Linked DNA regions of Sus scrofa: regions 1, 2, 3 and 5 are each linked to region 4. Evidence: chromatin contacts called from public HiChIP or PLAC-seq and promoter capture Hi-C data. All regions are on one chromosome and are shown on one strand. Each heading gives the region's core, a stretch centred on a gene start, on an enhancer-like site or on the middle of the called end of the contact. The rest is flanking DNA. Distances are from core to core; before and after follow the strand shown. Region 1 holds the start of TMEM63A (transmembrane protein 63A). Region 2 holds the start of EPHX1 (epoxide hydrolase 1). Region 3 holds the start of SDE2 (protein SDE2 homolog). Region 4 holds the start of LBR (lamin-B receptor). Region 5 holds the start of SRP9 (signal recognition particle 9 kDa protein).

The links. Promoter capture Hi-C pulls out the DNA fragments that hold promoters and counts their contacts. HiChIP or PLAC-seq counts read pairs in DNA pulled down with a chosen protein or histone mark.
Region 1: a contact with region 4 is called in an H3K27ac HiChIP or PLAC-seq map of alveolar macrophages. The contact joins the promoter of TMEM63A here to the promoter of LBR in region 4. A contact is called at or near these places in 2 of 5 promoter capture datasets (fetal skeletal muscle and liver) and 1 of 2 datasets of contacts at active chromatin or transcription factors (alveolar macrophages).
Region 2: a contact with region 4 is called in an H3K27ac HiChIP or PLAC-seq map of alveolar macrophages. The contact joins the promoter of EPHX1 here to the promoter of LBR in region 4. A contact is called at or near these places in 1 of 5 promoter capture datasets (fetal liver), 1 of 47 Hi-C or Micro-C datasets (liver) and 1 of 2 datasets of contacts at active chromatin or transcription factors (alveolar macrophages).
Region 3: a promoter capture Hi-C map of fetal liver shows a contact between it and region 4, with 6 times the contacts expected there. The contact joins the promoter of SDE2 here to the promoter of LBR in region 4. A contact is called at or near these places in 2 of 5 promoter capture datasets (fetal liver and liver) and 2 of 2 datasets of contacts at active chromatin or transcription factors (alveolar macrophages and skeletal muscle).
Region 5: an H3K27ac HiChIP or PLAC-seq map of skeletal muscle shows a contact between it and region 4, with 4 times the contacts expected there. The contact joins the promoter of SRP9 here to the promoter of LBR in region 4. A contact is called at or near these places in 2 of 5 promoter capture datasets (fetal liver and fetal skeletal muscle) and 2 of 2 datasets of contacts at active chromatin or transcription factors (alveolar macrophages and skeletal muscle).

The regions. Positions count from the first base shown.
Region 1 is chr10:13,811,914-13,814,613 of Sscrofa11.1, reverse strand. It overlaps TMEM63A (transmembrane protein 63A), which reads left to right and starts at 1,325. Exons shown (of 24, transcript NM_001243189.1): 1 at 1,325-1,449.
Region 2 is chr10:13,756,054-13,758,753 of Sscrofa11.1, reverse strand. It overlaps EPHX1 (epoxide hydrolase 1), which reads right to left and starts at 1,265. Exons shown (of 10, transcript NM_214355.1): 1 at 1,074-1,265. The coding sequence starts at 1,256.
Region 3 is chr10:13,896,592-13,899,291 of Sscrofa11.1, reverse strand. SDE2 (protein SDE2 homolog) reads left to right here and starts at 1,445. Exons shown (of 8, transcript XM_003130543.3): 1 at 1,445-1,626. The coding sequence starts at 1,507.
Region 4 is chr10:13,415,536-13,418,235 of Sscrofa11.1, reverse strand. LBR (lamin-B receptor) reads left to right here and starts at 1,405. Exons shown (of 14, transcript XM_021064388.1): 1 at 1,405-1,585.
Region 5 is chr10:13,710,142-13,712,841 of Sscrofa11.1, reverse strand. It overlaps SRP9 (signal recognition particle 9 kDa protein), which reads right to left and starts at 1,304. Exons shown (of 3, transcript XM_003130540.6): 1 at 1,081-1,304. The coding sequence starts at 1,152.

The DNA of each region.
Region 1 (2,700 bases), core at 76-2,575, 400 kb before region 4:
CGCAAAAAATAAAAATCATTTAAAAAACCCCCAATATCATCAGTACTACAAGACTATGGGTCACTCCTTTAGATTTCGGGGCAAATAAAGGGAGCAAATGTTAATAGGCTGAATATAAGATTTAATTTTTTAAAATTAATTTTTCAGTTAATTAAAAATTTGTCCTGGAAGGGCAAAGGCTGGCTGAGCGCAGGCCCAAGGACCAGCTCCAGGAAAGGACTAGCGGCTGGGGGTGGGGGAGAAGGAGGAAGCCAGATGGGACAGAGAAGGACTGTTGAGGAAACTGGAGACATCCCCACCCCCACCCCACAGCAGACAGCCACAGGCTGGTGCTGGCTTCGTGGGAGGGAGGGGAGGAAATTTTCCCATCCCAAGGAAAGATGAAAGCCCAGAACTGGAGGAGAGCTCAGAGACCCTGCAAAAGTGTACAGGTGCGGAGTGAAGGGCTGTTGAGGATTTACAGAGTTTTAGCGCTAGAAAGGAGCTGAGAGGAAGCTTTGGCCCAACCCCCTCGCGTTGCAGGTGTGGAAACCGAGGCGGGAGGAGGATGGCAATTTGCTGCAGCTGGCAGGCGATGCTCTTCCGCTTCCCTGGGAGTGCGGTCCTCACTGAACCCTGACCTGCGTCTTGCCAGCACACACCTCGGCGCCCTCGGGCAGCTTCCAGTCCAGTAGCAGAGGCCTCTGGCTCATAGGAAACACTTTGCGACCCAGCTGGGGGAGATACGCCGCGCTTAGCGAGCTGGACTAGATCGGTGTCCCCAGGTACGGGGAGTACTCGCTTTGGCTCCAGAGGACCGCTGAAAACACTGCGACCTCATTTGGGGCCAAACATAGGACCCCTCAGGGTTTCACTCTCCGGCTCTTAGAGCGGTGGGGGAGCCGTGGCCTTTCGCAGCGGGCGTCCGGTGACCGCTGGCTGAGCCCGGCCAGACTTCCCATCCTCAAACTTTCGGGCCGTTGGAGGAAATTCGGTGCAAAACAGCATAATCAAGAAGGTTTGCCGATATTCTCCCCGAACACGCCCTGCCCGTGACCACCCTGTGCTTGGCCCGGGGCTCCCCGAAGTGCCCGGGAAGGGGGACGCGCCCGGAGGCTGGGGAGGGGAATTAGCTCTGGCGGTGCCCTCCTCGGTTCCGGGACACGAGCGGGCAGGGCCGGGGCCTGCAGCTTGCCCGCAGGAGCTGCGAGGGCTAGCAGCGGCCCCGACGCCAGGCCGGGGCGGAGGATCACGGAGGGGCGCAGGGCCCCAGGCGCGGGAGGCGGCGGCGAGGCAGAAGCCAGCGCGGGCGAAGCTGCAAATTGGGAGAGCTGCGGAGGTGCGCATGCGCGGGAGATGCCGGAGTTTCACTTTGTAACTTTTAAGTGATTGAGACACCGCCCGCCCGGCCGAGTGGAGCCTGAAAATTTCTCCGGGCCTCGCTGGACCGCCGCACCGCCACCGCCGCAGGTAAAGGAGAAGGGGTGTTGAGGGGACCGGGGTGGGGTGGAGAATGTCGCCCTCCGCCTTTCCCGGGACCCTCGGGACCTGGGTCTGCGTCGGGGTGCCACGTCTAGTGTCCGGTTCCGGGGCGCGGTCCTCCCGCCTCTCCCGCCCGGAGTCCGGAGCAGGGGAGAACAGGGTGAGTGGGAGGATAGGGAAGGTGCCCGGGCCGCGCAGACCCCGAGCCGGCGCCTCCCCAGCTTCCCTGACTTTTCTGGACTGCCCCTTCTCCAGCTTTTCGCTATTGCGGCCGATCCCTTCCTCCTCCCCCACCCCGCCTTTGGGGATTTGTCAGCTGGAGTCGACCTTCCAGCCTAACCCGGAGCGCAGCCTAGGGCCCGTCTTTCTCTGACCTTGCGAGGTATGCAAAGCGAGGCGAGTCTGGGAAAGGGCCAGGCGTCTGTGTCCCCTGCTGCTGGGGCTTCCCTTTCAGTCACCACTCCATGCGACCCAGGGGGAGACCCGAGGAGGGAAGCTGGGGGTAGGGAGGGGGGAGGAGAGCGAGGAGAGCTCAGCGAGGAAACCCAAAACGCCGAGGTTCCAGTACCTGAGAAGCCTGGCTACCTGAGACTCCGCGGTGGCCGAGAGCCGGAGTCCACAGCGTGGGACACAGAATGACACTCCCCCGCCCCTCGCCCCCCAGCTTCCTTCCGCACTCACCTTGTGTGGCTGTGTCCCAGCCCCGGCAGGGTTGAGGGTTTGAGGTTAAGCCAGTGGATTGTGTACACCAGTCCCAGTTCAGTGGGTGCATGGAGGCTGCGGAGGCTTCCTGGGGTCTTCCTCCCGCCCTGGCTCCCACAGGATCACAGACTGTCACTGGGAATGAACAAGGTTCCAGGTCATCTCTTCCTGGAGAAATGCCCAATATGCCGGCCTTCTCCCTCCTGCTGGCCCCTTATCTTTCCACCTTCTTCCGTCCTCTGACACCTGTCCCAGTCCTGAGTCTGCCGTAGGTGGATGTGTGTGCAGAAGGAGAGGCTTCCTTTTCCCTTCACACACCTCTTGTCTAGTTTGGGGACAAATGCCCTCCCCCAGCTGTTTATTGGGGTTTCACAGGGAAAATATCAGATGGGGGCTGCTATTGTGTTTCCCATTGTCTGGAGAGGTGACTTTGTAAAAGCAAACAGATTTTGAGTGCCCGCTAGGGCTCTGCCCTGACTGAGCGCTTTAAGGGGCATTGTCTCAGGTGTGTGCCTCCCACCAGCCCTGCAGGAGAAA
Region 2 (2,700 bases), core at 16-2,515, 340 kb before region 4:
CAACTCCTGGACTAGGTTCTCTTTGAGACAAGGATCTCTCTCCTTCTAAGCACCCAGCACCGGGCCTGCACACAGTAGGTGCTCCGATACCCACAGAATGAAAGAAAGTTTGGGAAGGGAAGGCCCAGATCCCACTCACCTTCCTGGCTCTGCTCTTAGATCCATCCCCCACCCCTGCCGGCCACAGCCGTCCCTCCTGATTCCAGCCCTGAGCCGGGGACGGGGCACAGGCTTTGGCGTTAGAGCTGAGTCCAAGTCCTCCTGCGGATCGACTCGGTTCACCTTGGGTCAACTGCTTTGCCTCTCTGAGCTTCCACTTCCGTATGATGGCCAGGGCTGCGTGTGACCACAAGAGGGCGACACACAGCAGGTGCCTGGTCAAGGCTGGCCCTGAGACAGAGTTCCCTGTGCTGCAGCATTTTGTCAACATGGCCTGGCCTCTCACTCAGGGTCCCCGCCCAGGCCCCGAGGAGACCGTCTCCTCCTCCTCCAAGCTCAGGCTCAAGGTTTCAGGTGGGGCACAGAGACACAGCTGCTTTCTGGAGTTTCCGTTGTGGCTCAGCAGTTAAGGAACCTGACTAGTATCCATGAGGATGTGGGTTTTGATCCCTGGCCTTGCTTAGGGATCCAGCATCACTGTGAGCTGTGGTGTAGATCGCAGATGTGGCTCGGATCCCGTGTTGCTATGAGTTGTGGTATAGGCTGCCAGCTGTGGCTCCGATTCGACCCTTCGCCTGGGAAACTCCATATGCTACAGGTGCAGCCCGTAAAAAAAAAAAACTACAGCTGCTTTCTGTGACCCTTGACACGTGTAACTGGGCCCAGCTGGCACCCCCTCTCCTGCCCAGGGCTGCTGGGCCTTCAGCAGGGGAGGCGGAGACAGAGGAGGGAGAGCAGGAGGGATGGGGAAGGCAGAGCAGAAAACACCCCCGAGAGAGGCCACTTTCCCCGCCGCTCCAGGTCCCAGCCCCAGCTTGAGGCCCGACCTGCCCCGCCACCCTGACTCAGAGAAACCCCGGGCAGGGGCTCCCCACTCTCCCCTCCGCTCCGAGGCCTGGAAAGAGGTGCCTTACGTTGATCTCCTCGTCTGACGTCTCCACCTTGAATGGCCGGATGCTCTCGTCCTCCGCAGCCGCGGGCCTTGATCCGGGCCCCCACCAGCCATCTCCAAGGAGCAAGGTCTCCTCCTTGTCCTTGGAGACGAACCAGTAGATGACAAAGCCCAGCACAGAGGCGAGGAGTATTTCCAGCCACATGACTCCTGCCAGGGGGACAGAATCCATCAGGAACAGCGTCCACAGACAGCCCTCGACCCCTGACCACCTGCCGCCCAGCCCTCACTTTGATGTACTTTTGACTGAAATAAAGAAGAGAAGCAAAATGTGGGGGAAAAAATTGGAAAACAACAGAAAGAGGCAAAAATCACCCATAAGCCTACTTGATCTAAGCGATTCATTCATCGCATCTGGAAGCTATGAAGCTGGGTTGGCGTCTGCACAGCCCTGGGTGGTGGGGCTGCCCATTGGAGGCCTCACGGTTCTGAGGGGCCTTTTGCTCCCGATGCTTCTGAGAAGCTTCTCTCCCCCCTCGAGACGCCCTCCCCCACGGGAGGGGCAGGGCCCGCTCTGAGGGTCGCGCTCAGGAGCAGAGGGAGCCCGGTCCTCAGCCTGTGCCTAAGGGACCAGGGGGTAGGGGGAGGCCTCAGGAGCTGGGAGGTTAGGTTCATTCAGGGTCGGGGGATGCTCAGGAGCCCAAACATGGCCACACATCTCAGCTGGTTGTCAACAGCTTCACAGAGATTGAATTTCTATACTATATAACTCATCCATTTAAGGTCTAGAACCTGGTGATTTCAGGACCTTTACAGAGACAGGCAACCCTAACCACAATTTTAGAACATTTTCATCACCACACGTAGGACCCTTCAGCTATCATCCCCGCTTGTCCCCCGCATCACTCCAGGCCCTAAGCCACCAGGAATCGAGCTTCTGTCTCTATATAGACCTGCCTATGACACTTCACATAAACTCAGCTGCTTTAATCCCCATTTGTCGGACTCCCCTGCTTTTTTCGCAGAAGGGGAAGAAAGAAGACCTTAGTCTCTGCAAATCAACACCAGGAGACCCTGGCATTAACCCAGCTCATCTTGCTTATTTCCGGGCAAGTCACTCCCTGAAGGTTCATATCCAGAGAAACATGCGTGTGTGTGGAGTTCCTGGGGTGGCTCCGTGGTAACGAACTGACTAGTATCCATGAGGATGCAGGTTCAATCCCTGGCCCTGCTCAGAGGGTTAAAGATCCGGTGTTGCCATGAGCTTCAGTGTAGGTCGCAGATGAGGCTCAGATCTGGCATTGTGGTGGCTGCGGTGTAGGCCGGCAGCTGCAGCTCCAGTTTGACCCCTTTCCTGGGAACTTCCATATGCTGCAGGTGTGGCCCTAAAAAGCAAAACAAACAAAAAAACGAAACAGAGAAACATGTGTGAATATGGGCACCGTCCTAGGGCCAGAGTCAGCAGAAGGTCTGCTGATTTTGTGTGTGTGTGTGCGTGCACGCGCGCTTTTTAGGGCAGCACCTGGGCCCTATGGAAGTTTCCAGGCTAGGAGTCAAATTGGAGTTGCACCTGCTGGCCTATGCCATAGCCACAGCAATACAGAATCTGAGCCAAGTCTGCAACCTACACCACAGCTCATGGCCACGCC
Region 3 (2,700 bases), core at 196-2,695, 480 kb before region 4:
CTTCATATTTTAAATGACAGATCCATGTTCAATACTTGGGATTTTTTTTAAAAACAACAAAAATTTAAATTCAACAAAGGGATAGAGTGAACAATTTCATTTAGACTTCAGGTTTTAAGAGGACTAGTTTTAATGTTAGTTACTAATGAACGATGTGGACTTTCCTTATTAGCAAAATATATACTTGGTGAGACACCAACTGACCCCTGGTCACTAGGTCACCCTATTTGTGAAACACAGCTCTCTAGGCACAACATCTTTATTAGTTTGTGGGGTTTTTTTTGTTTGTTTGTTTGTTTTTAACCTCCTGGCATCCCCATGGAGGTCGTTTCTCTCTCACTTTCCTTCCTGGGTAAGTGAAATAAAGACAACAATTAGAATACGGAACTTCAGAGGCCTTCAAATTCTATTTGTGTTCATAATGCCACAGTTCCAGGATTTCTGAATTTTTAGTTGCTTTCCCTTCAGCGGAGTTTCATTTGCCAAGTACCTGGGCACTAGAAAATTCAATTCCGTGGGCCGATACATTGGTGTTTAGTAGGCACAGATACCTCCCGAGAACCCTCCTATGTTTACACTCTACGCTTTTTAAAATTGTTCAAGATTTTAGAAATACCATAATCTCAGTATACTAAACATTAAGGGACTCCTTCAGATTCGCAGAGCCTTAAAGTTAGGCTGTGCAAATGTGTGCGAGTGTGTTTCCATGGTGCAGAATCAAAGTTATGGCAGGGTTTTTCGTAGCAGCATTACTATAAGCGTCACTTTTGCCACTGCCTTTCACAAGGGCTCACTTGCTGTGAAATATTTTGAAAACAGAGCCGAAGTGAAGATAACGCAGAGCGCAAACAGGCGGAAATACGAATAAACTGAGCAGAGCTGGCAGAAACCGAGAGGTTGGCACTTTCAGCAAAGGAAGAGAACGCTTGGTAAACCGAGAGGAAAAACCACCCAGGGCTGTTGCTGACCTCCGCTTCCCTTGCCCCTTGGGTTGGGGAAGCTCCCCAGGGCCGAGGAAGCAGCCCCCCTAAAGCCGCTTCCGGGACTGCAGCTTCCCTCCTCAGGCCCTAGGGAGCAGCGCCTTCTCAGGCCACGATTCCCTGCGACCCAAAAATAACTACACAGATGTGAGGAAAAGGGCCAAAGCCTGCACAGGGAGGTGCTTAGTTACTGTCTTATCGCTTTCAACCAGAACGCTCGAAACCTAACCCAGCGCCAGCCTTTTATAGAGAGTCCCTGGAGCCCCGCCCTAGCAACCTCTCCTAGCAACGCCTCGCCCCGGTGCTCCGCGGTCTTATCGGCCTCCGGCAGGCCCTTCCTGTTCCCCTCCCCCAACCAGCGCGGCCCGGCGGTCCCAGGTCACGTGACTATCCCGGGGGAGGGGCGGGGCCAGCCAAAGACCTGAGGGCGGGGCGCTGGAAGGCGAGCTAACGTCACCGAAATGCGCCGGGCTGTTTGTGGCGCTTATTGCCTTCTGGGAATCTCGAGGTTCAGTGGCTGGGTAAAATGGCGGAAGCTGCGGAGCTGGTGTGGCTTCGTGGCCCTGCCTTCGGGTGCAAGGCGTTGCGCGTTACCTCGACCCTGTGCTCCGTACGGGATTTTATCCACCGGCACTGCCAAGATCAGGTGAGGTTTGCGGTTCCTGGAAGGAAGGGGAACGTGGAGAACGTGGGCAAGATTGGGTGCGGACAGTGTCTGTCCCGGGCACGTTTATTCTTTGGGGTTTTCAGTTTTTGCGCCTGAGGATTCCTCAGTTTTAAAGTGCTTCCAGCTGATGCTGAGGCCTTCCTTTGCTTTTGTTTTGCGGTAGTTTTGTCTGACAGAGGGTCAAAAACCTCTCCGCTCACAGGTGCTTAGTCCGACCCTCAGTCTCTAATAACGGTTTAGACTTTGGTATTCTTTTCATCCTTAAACGAGGCAGTTGGACCAGATGAGTTTTAAGGCTCATTTACCTACGTTCACTCTTTGGCTATATGACATGCATTTTTGTCCGCTGAGAGCACAGCTCTGTTCGCTCCAACCTAGAGACGTATGTCATATCCAAACTCAGACCGAAGGATAGTTGGGAAAGAAATGGTCTGGGCAAGCACTCACATAGGTTCTGTCGAGGGCATGGTTCTTAGGGCTTGTCATTTAGATGTTTTCACTGATCATTTGATTGTCGTAATTGTCCAGGTATATTTTTGAGAACCTATCATGGACTTCTAAAATTACATGTTTATTTAATTATCAAGTAAGCAAATGTTTACAAACTGTAAGATATAAAAGCTGTTCAGATATTTAGAGAATTAGGTGGTCCCCGAATCTAATTTTAATTTCGGCATTTGCTCTAGTACTCTGTTTTTCTTTATCAGAACACCTCATTCTTACTTCCTTAGGCTGTTTCTCTTCTTGTAAGTTATAAGCTTAACATTTGTTAACACCGCAGTCCAAACCAAATCTTTTATTTGGACTAGTTCCATGAAGAAGCAGTGTGTTTTTGCAAATGTGGTTTTTGTTTCCCCATTTTCTTCCTGCTGCAATCCAGTTTAAAATCTATCAGAACTACCTTACAATCTGAATGGTGAAATATTTTCCTAAATAGTTGGATTTTAATATCTCTGAAAATAACTCTTATTTCATGAGTAGGTTTTCAGACTAACAGCTGATCCAGAGTGACCAGAAAAAATAGGATCTTGATTACGACAAGTATTTGTAAAA
Region 4 (2,700 bases), core at 156-2,655:
GTGGTACCTCATCGTGGTTTTGATTTGCTTTTCTCTAACAGGGCTAATATTATCTTACCTTAAGGGTTAAGGCCACTCACTCAAGTTTAGGGCTTTGCCAAAAATTGCAAAGATTTTCTGACTTTGAAGTGCAGTGTACATGTCTGTAGCTCAGATTTCCATGGCAAATTTTATGACAGTGACAGTTCAATGTCAGAAATTGTTCTCAGGAAAGACTCTGATGAACTCATTCACGTTGGATGTGAATGATGGAGAAATCTCAATGTATTATCTTTTTTTTCTTTCTTTCTGTAGTAGTAAACCTGGGTGTTTTGACGTTATAACCATGAGAAATGAGAGCCCTTACGCATGAAGCTGGGCCATAAATGGTAAAGCCTATTTATCATTATAATTTAAAGGATAGTTCTTCAAAAATTCACTTAAATTTACCTAGTAAGTTAGATTAACCTAGTAGTTGGGCTAAGAATTACTTTGATTAAAACCACACTGCAAAATGGGGAACCTCAATGGACTGCTTTAAACTCCTGACCTCAAAGGAAGGAAACCAACTAACCAATAATGATAAGTTGGAGAGAGAAAAAAACAAAGTTTAGGATCCATAACAGATTCGGAGGTAACAATATAATGATTCAGCATCTTGGAGGCCGCGTAGAACCAGGCTTGTGGGATGTAGGTCAAGAGGGTATCTCAGTGCGTGAGGCACAGAATTTTCTGTTCCAGGCTGCACGTTGAATATTTTCTACCGTATCTCTGCAGGACCTCCCCTTACTGTCGAAACTCCTTCTCAAGGCAGTCTTCCTAGGAACGCTGTGAGTTGTAGGGAACACCTGGACATTCTTTACCAACCCCTCTTCCACCCACTGACCCCACGGCCCCCATGCACCGTCCAGATCAGTGTCTGCCCAGAGGCAGCCATCATCAAGACAAAGGAGCCCCAGATCGCCTTCCGAGACACTACTTGCCAGGAAGTTTCTGGAGTGCTTTTTTTTTGAATACTAATAGTGTTTTAGCAAGATGTACTTTCGGTCTCAGTCAGTTGATTTTAGTAATCACTATGCAAATTTATTTTCTTTATAGCTTTTTATTATCTCTTTCGCCAAGCCACCTCGCACACCAATATCCCTGCTGAGCATCGCCAGGCAACTGGGGCAAGTGCGGGGAGGAAAAGGGCGGGGAGCGCCAGCGGTCCGCGGGCTGCAAAATTGTCTGGGCGATGGAGATAAGGCCCGGAAAATACAGTCTTTGGGCCGCATCAGAAGCGGACCCTCCTGGCCGAGCTCCCCGCATCACTGGCCTTGCCGAGGGGCGGGGCGGGGCGGGGCGGGGCAGACGCGCCACACCATACGACCAATCGGTAGCACTGGGCGCGATTCAAAAGGCCAAGGGGCCAATAGGAGCTTGGGGAGGCCCGGATGGAGGGGCGGGGCGAAGAGAGGGCCGGGCCGGGAAGGCGCGCGCCCGGGCCGCGGGACCGCGGGGCGCGAGAGCGCGAGAGAGGGCAGTGTCGCGCGCGCGGAACCGCCGCCAGGTTGCTGCTCCGCAATTCTCCCGGAGCCGTTCGTGTTCTCGCCGGAGCCTGGAGCAGGTGAGCGCCGGGAACCCAATCCCGCTTCCCGCGGGGCGGTCTCCCAGGGGCCGGGCGGAGGCCAACGGGGCGGGCGCGGCTGGTGGGCCGGGGTACCTGGACACCCGGCCTGGCCCCGCGGCCTCGCCCTCCCCTTCTCCGGGTCCGTCCCGGCCGCTGCTGGCGAGGCTAGTGCTGCGCCCGGCCGGGCCAGCTGCGGAAATGGAGCTGCGGTTTTAAATTGCCGACGTTTCCCTCCATTTTGGACGCGCCGCGTCGGTGTAAACTGATGTTGACTGGGGAGGATGTGTGGGTGGGGGACCCTCCCCGGCCTCTTTGTCCCCGCCCTGCAGCGCCCGCCCTCCCAAGCCCGCTCCGAGCGCCTTTTTTGACAGATGAGGGGGTGGCTTAGTGGGCCCAGCTGGTGGGGAGGCAGAGAAAGGCGCGGCAGCCTGGCGGACAGGGAAGTGGGGTTGCAAAGCTGACTTGAATGCGCGCTGGTTGTCACTGGCCTTGAGGGTCGTGGCTCTCGGTTTGGTGACTCTGCAGTGCTGGCTGCGTGTGTTGCATTCCCTCGCCGGGTGTTTCCGCACGCTCGAAAGCCGAATCGTTAGGCAGGTTTGCGGGCTTCTGCTAAAGCTCGATCTTATTTTTCCCACCTTTTTTAAGGCCTAAGAAGAAATTCTTCGTAGTGATACCTTCCGTCATTCGCAAGGGACACATAGTAAGCACTTGATTGCGGAGGGCCTGGTTCCAGGCGGTTCACCAAAATGACTGCGCGGAGTGTCGCTGGGGATCCTCAGAACGACCCAGTAGATACTTTGGACAGCGATGCAAGGGTTCAGACGGGAGCGAGGGCTCCGCTGCCCGGTGCCGGGCATGCACCTGGCCAGAGCTCAGCTAGACCCACATTCCTGATCCCAGCCCTCAGGGACCTTGCAAATAAACACGTGCCAATCTGTAATTACACTTGTAGCAACTGCTCTGGAGGAAAGGATGGGGTGTGTGTGTGTGCGCGCGCGCGCGGGCGTGCGGCCGCTAATTTAGACTGGGAAGCAAGTCCAGTTTAAGTTCAGTTTCTGAGAGCTGTTAAGGGAGGAGGGAAAAGTGAGCAGAGGGGAGTTATCGGGACCTTC
Region 5 (2,700 bases), core at 55-2,554, 290 kb before region 4:
TTTTCAAATATTTTCAGTTTACACTGGGTACTTCTGGACAAAAATCTTGTACTGTCCTCATGGTACACTGCTTGAACAAAGAAACAAACGGCCCTATGAGCAAAGGAAATCAACCAAATGGAGGAACTAGAAATTGTGTCATAAACAAAGTACTCAATTTCAATAATATCTAACTCATTTCATCATTTATTATTACATCATTTTATTGCAAAGAATGGAACTAAGAATGTTTTATAGCACCTGTTACTTACCTAGGTCTAAAAAGCAAACAAGATTTTTAATTGAGGAGCGGCTTCAACTAGCATTTAGATGATAATAAAACTCAACAGGAAGAAAAATCAGGACCCAAATGCTAAACTGTCCGTCTTGTGACTTCTTTGCTCTTTAATAATAAGCAAACCTCTGGGATCCGCTTACTTTTTGGTGGGGGCCATGAATTACAGGGATCCTTGAACCTCCCAGTTATTTACAAACATTTACGTATAAGTGCACTTTTCTGAGGAAAGCGTGCAAGCATTCTCATGTTCTCACGAGGGCACTGACTTCCAAAAAATTTAGAGCCACTTAAAAAAAAATTTATTACAGTTGATTTACAATATTCTGTCAATTTCTGCTGTACAGCAAAGTGACCTACAGCCGCCTTTCTAAGGGCTATAGACACCTCCAAATTGAGGTCTTTCAACAACTTCTCTGCTGTCGCAGAAAAACATCACCGTTTTTTCTTATACGAGGTGATACCGGAAAAGGGCACTAAGACACTAAGGGACAGAAGGTTGAACCAGTAGGGGGAGGAGCCCCGCCCTTAGAGACACGTAAACCCGCGACCATCGAGGTTAAGTTCAGGGATTTCGGGCGGCGTCTTCCTAAAAGCCCTGAAATGACCCCTGATTTTGCCGGTTTCCGGGCTTCCTGGGGGCGTTAATAAGGGAGGAGACGGAAGAAACAATCACACTTGGCGGGGTCCGTCTCTCCTCACTCTCAGCACCTCCTAAGTAGCTGGAGAAGCTCCGGAGGCCGAGCGGCGGGGAAAAAAGCCATCCTGACCCAGAGACAGATGCACAGACCCCGCCAGCGATTTACCTTCATGGGGTCAGCGAGGTAGAGTTTCTCGGCCGCGCGGCTGAACTCCTCCCAAGTCTGGTACTGCGGCATCGTGGGTCCGCGGGGGCACAGTTGACACGCACCGCTGAAGACCCGAGGCGCGGCTATACTCCGTGGCCCACCTACCTCCCTGCCTCCCGCAGCCACTCACCGAGGCAGGGGCCCAACCGCTCAAAGATGGTGGCCCCTCCTCGCACCAACGCCTCGCTCCATTGGGCGGTCCGGACTGCCCTCGCCCAATGGGAAGGAGGGATATTGCCCAGGAGGAGGCGGAGCCCCGAGCATACGGCTCTGAGAGCTGGCCCCGAGGAGTTGAGAGCAGAGCGATGACGGAGGCCACCACAGCGCCCTCTATAGGACTGGAGGAGCAGTGGGAGGGTCTGTCCCGCAGTCTTTTGGGCTGACCAGCTCTTCTAAAGCCCAGGTTCCTTCTGCAAAGATTGAGCGGCTCAGTGAAAAGCGCTGGAGCTGCAAAAACGAAGATGATAGGGTGCAGCTGTCACACCTACAGCTTAGTAAAAGGGAAATGAGACATAAGCACAAGAATGCAGCCAAAGACTTTATATGATAGACATTTGTTTCGGGACATCGGAACACAAAGGAAGGATGATCACGTGTGGGTGGAGGGATCGCTAATGATGTTGGTGCAGGCTGAATCTTGATAAACATGGTGGATGTTCTATAACAGGTAGTCCAGGCCGGCCAAGACATCTAGGCCCGTTTGAGGTTTGTAGAGTATTTAATGTGAGGAGTGTTTGCGGGGTGGGGGAAGGGAAGAATCAATGGAAGGAATCATGTCGTCACTTAAGCCAGGAGAAGAAATTTGAACTCTGTTCTCTAAGTAATGGAGTGATCAGAAGGGTGTTTTTCCTTAATCAAGTTTATTGAAGTATATTTTATGTAATAAAACATACTAATTTTAAGCATATAGGCTGATGCATTTTTGAAAAATATATTTATATATTCCCATTGGGTATATGCCTATATGTCATAATCAAGATACAGAACATCTCTTCATCTCCAGAAAGCTCCCTTATGCTTCTTTATATTCAATCCCACCACCCTCACAGCTGCCCCCACTCACTGATCTGCTTTCTGCTACCATAGATTAGTTTTCCTGTCCATGGAAGGGCTTTAAGCAGATTTGCATTTTATCCGGCTCTGGCTGCACACAAAGACTGAGGTGAAGTGGTGCAAGCCTGGAGGCAAGGAGACCTCCTAAGATGCTCATGCAATAATATAGGCAAAAAGAGGAGGAGTTCCCAGTGTGGCTCAGTGGAAATCTGACTAACATCCATTAGGACACAGCTTCAATTCCTGGCCTTGTTCAGTGGGTTAAGGATCTGGCATTGCCATGAGCTGTGGTGTAGGCCAGCAGCTACAGGAACCTCCATATGCCATGGGTGTGTCCCTAAAAAGAAATAATAATAATAATAATACAGACTTAAGAGCTGTGGATCTGAATTAAGGCACTAGTTTAGGAATGGAGAAGAGGATGCCATTTTGAGATTTATGTCATGAATGATGTGGGGTACACAGGTGAGGAAAGAGTAGAATGCCTCTCAGGCCAGGGAAGGTGGGGAGGCCATTGACTGATAC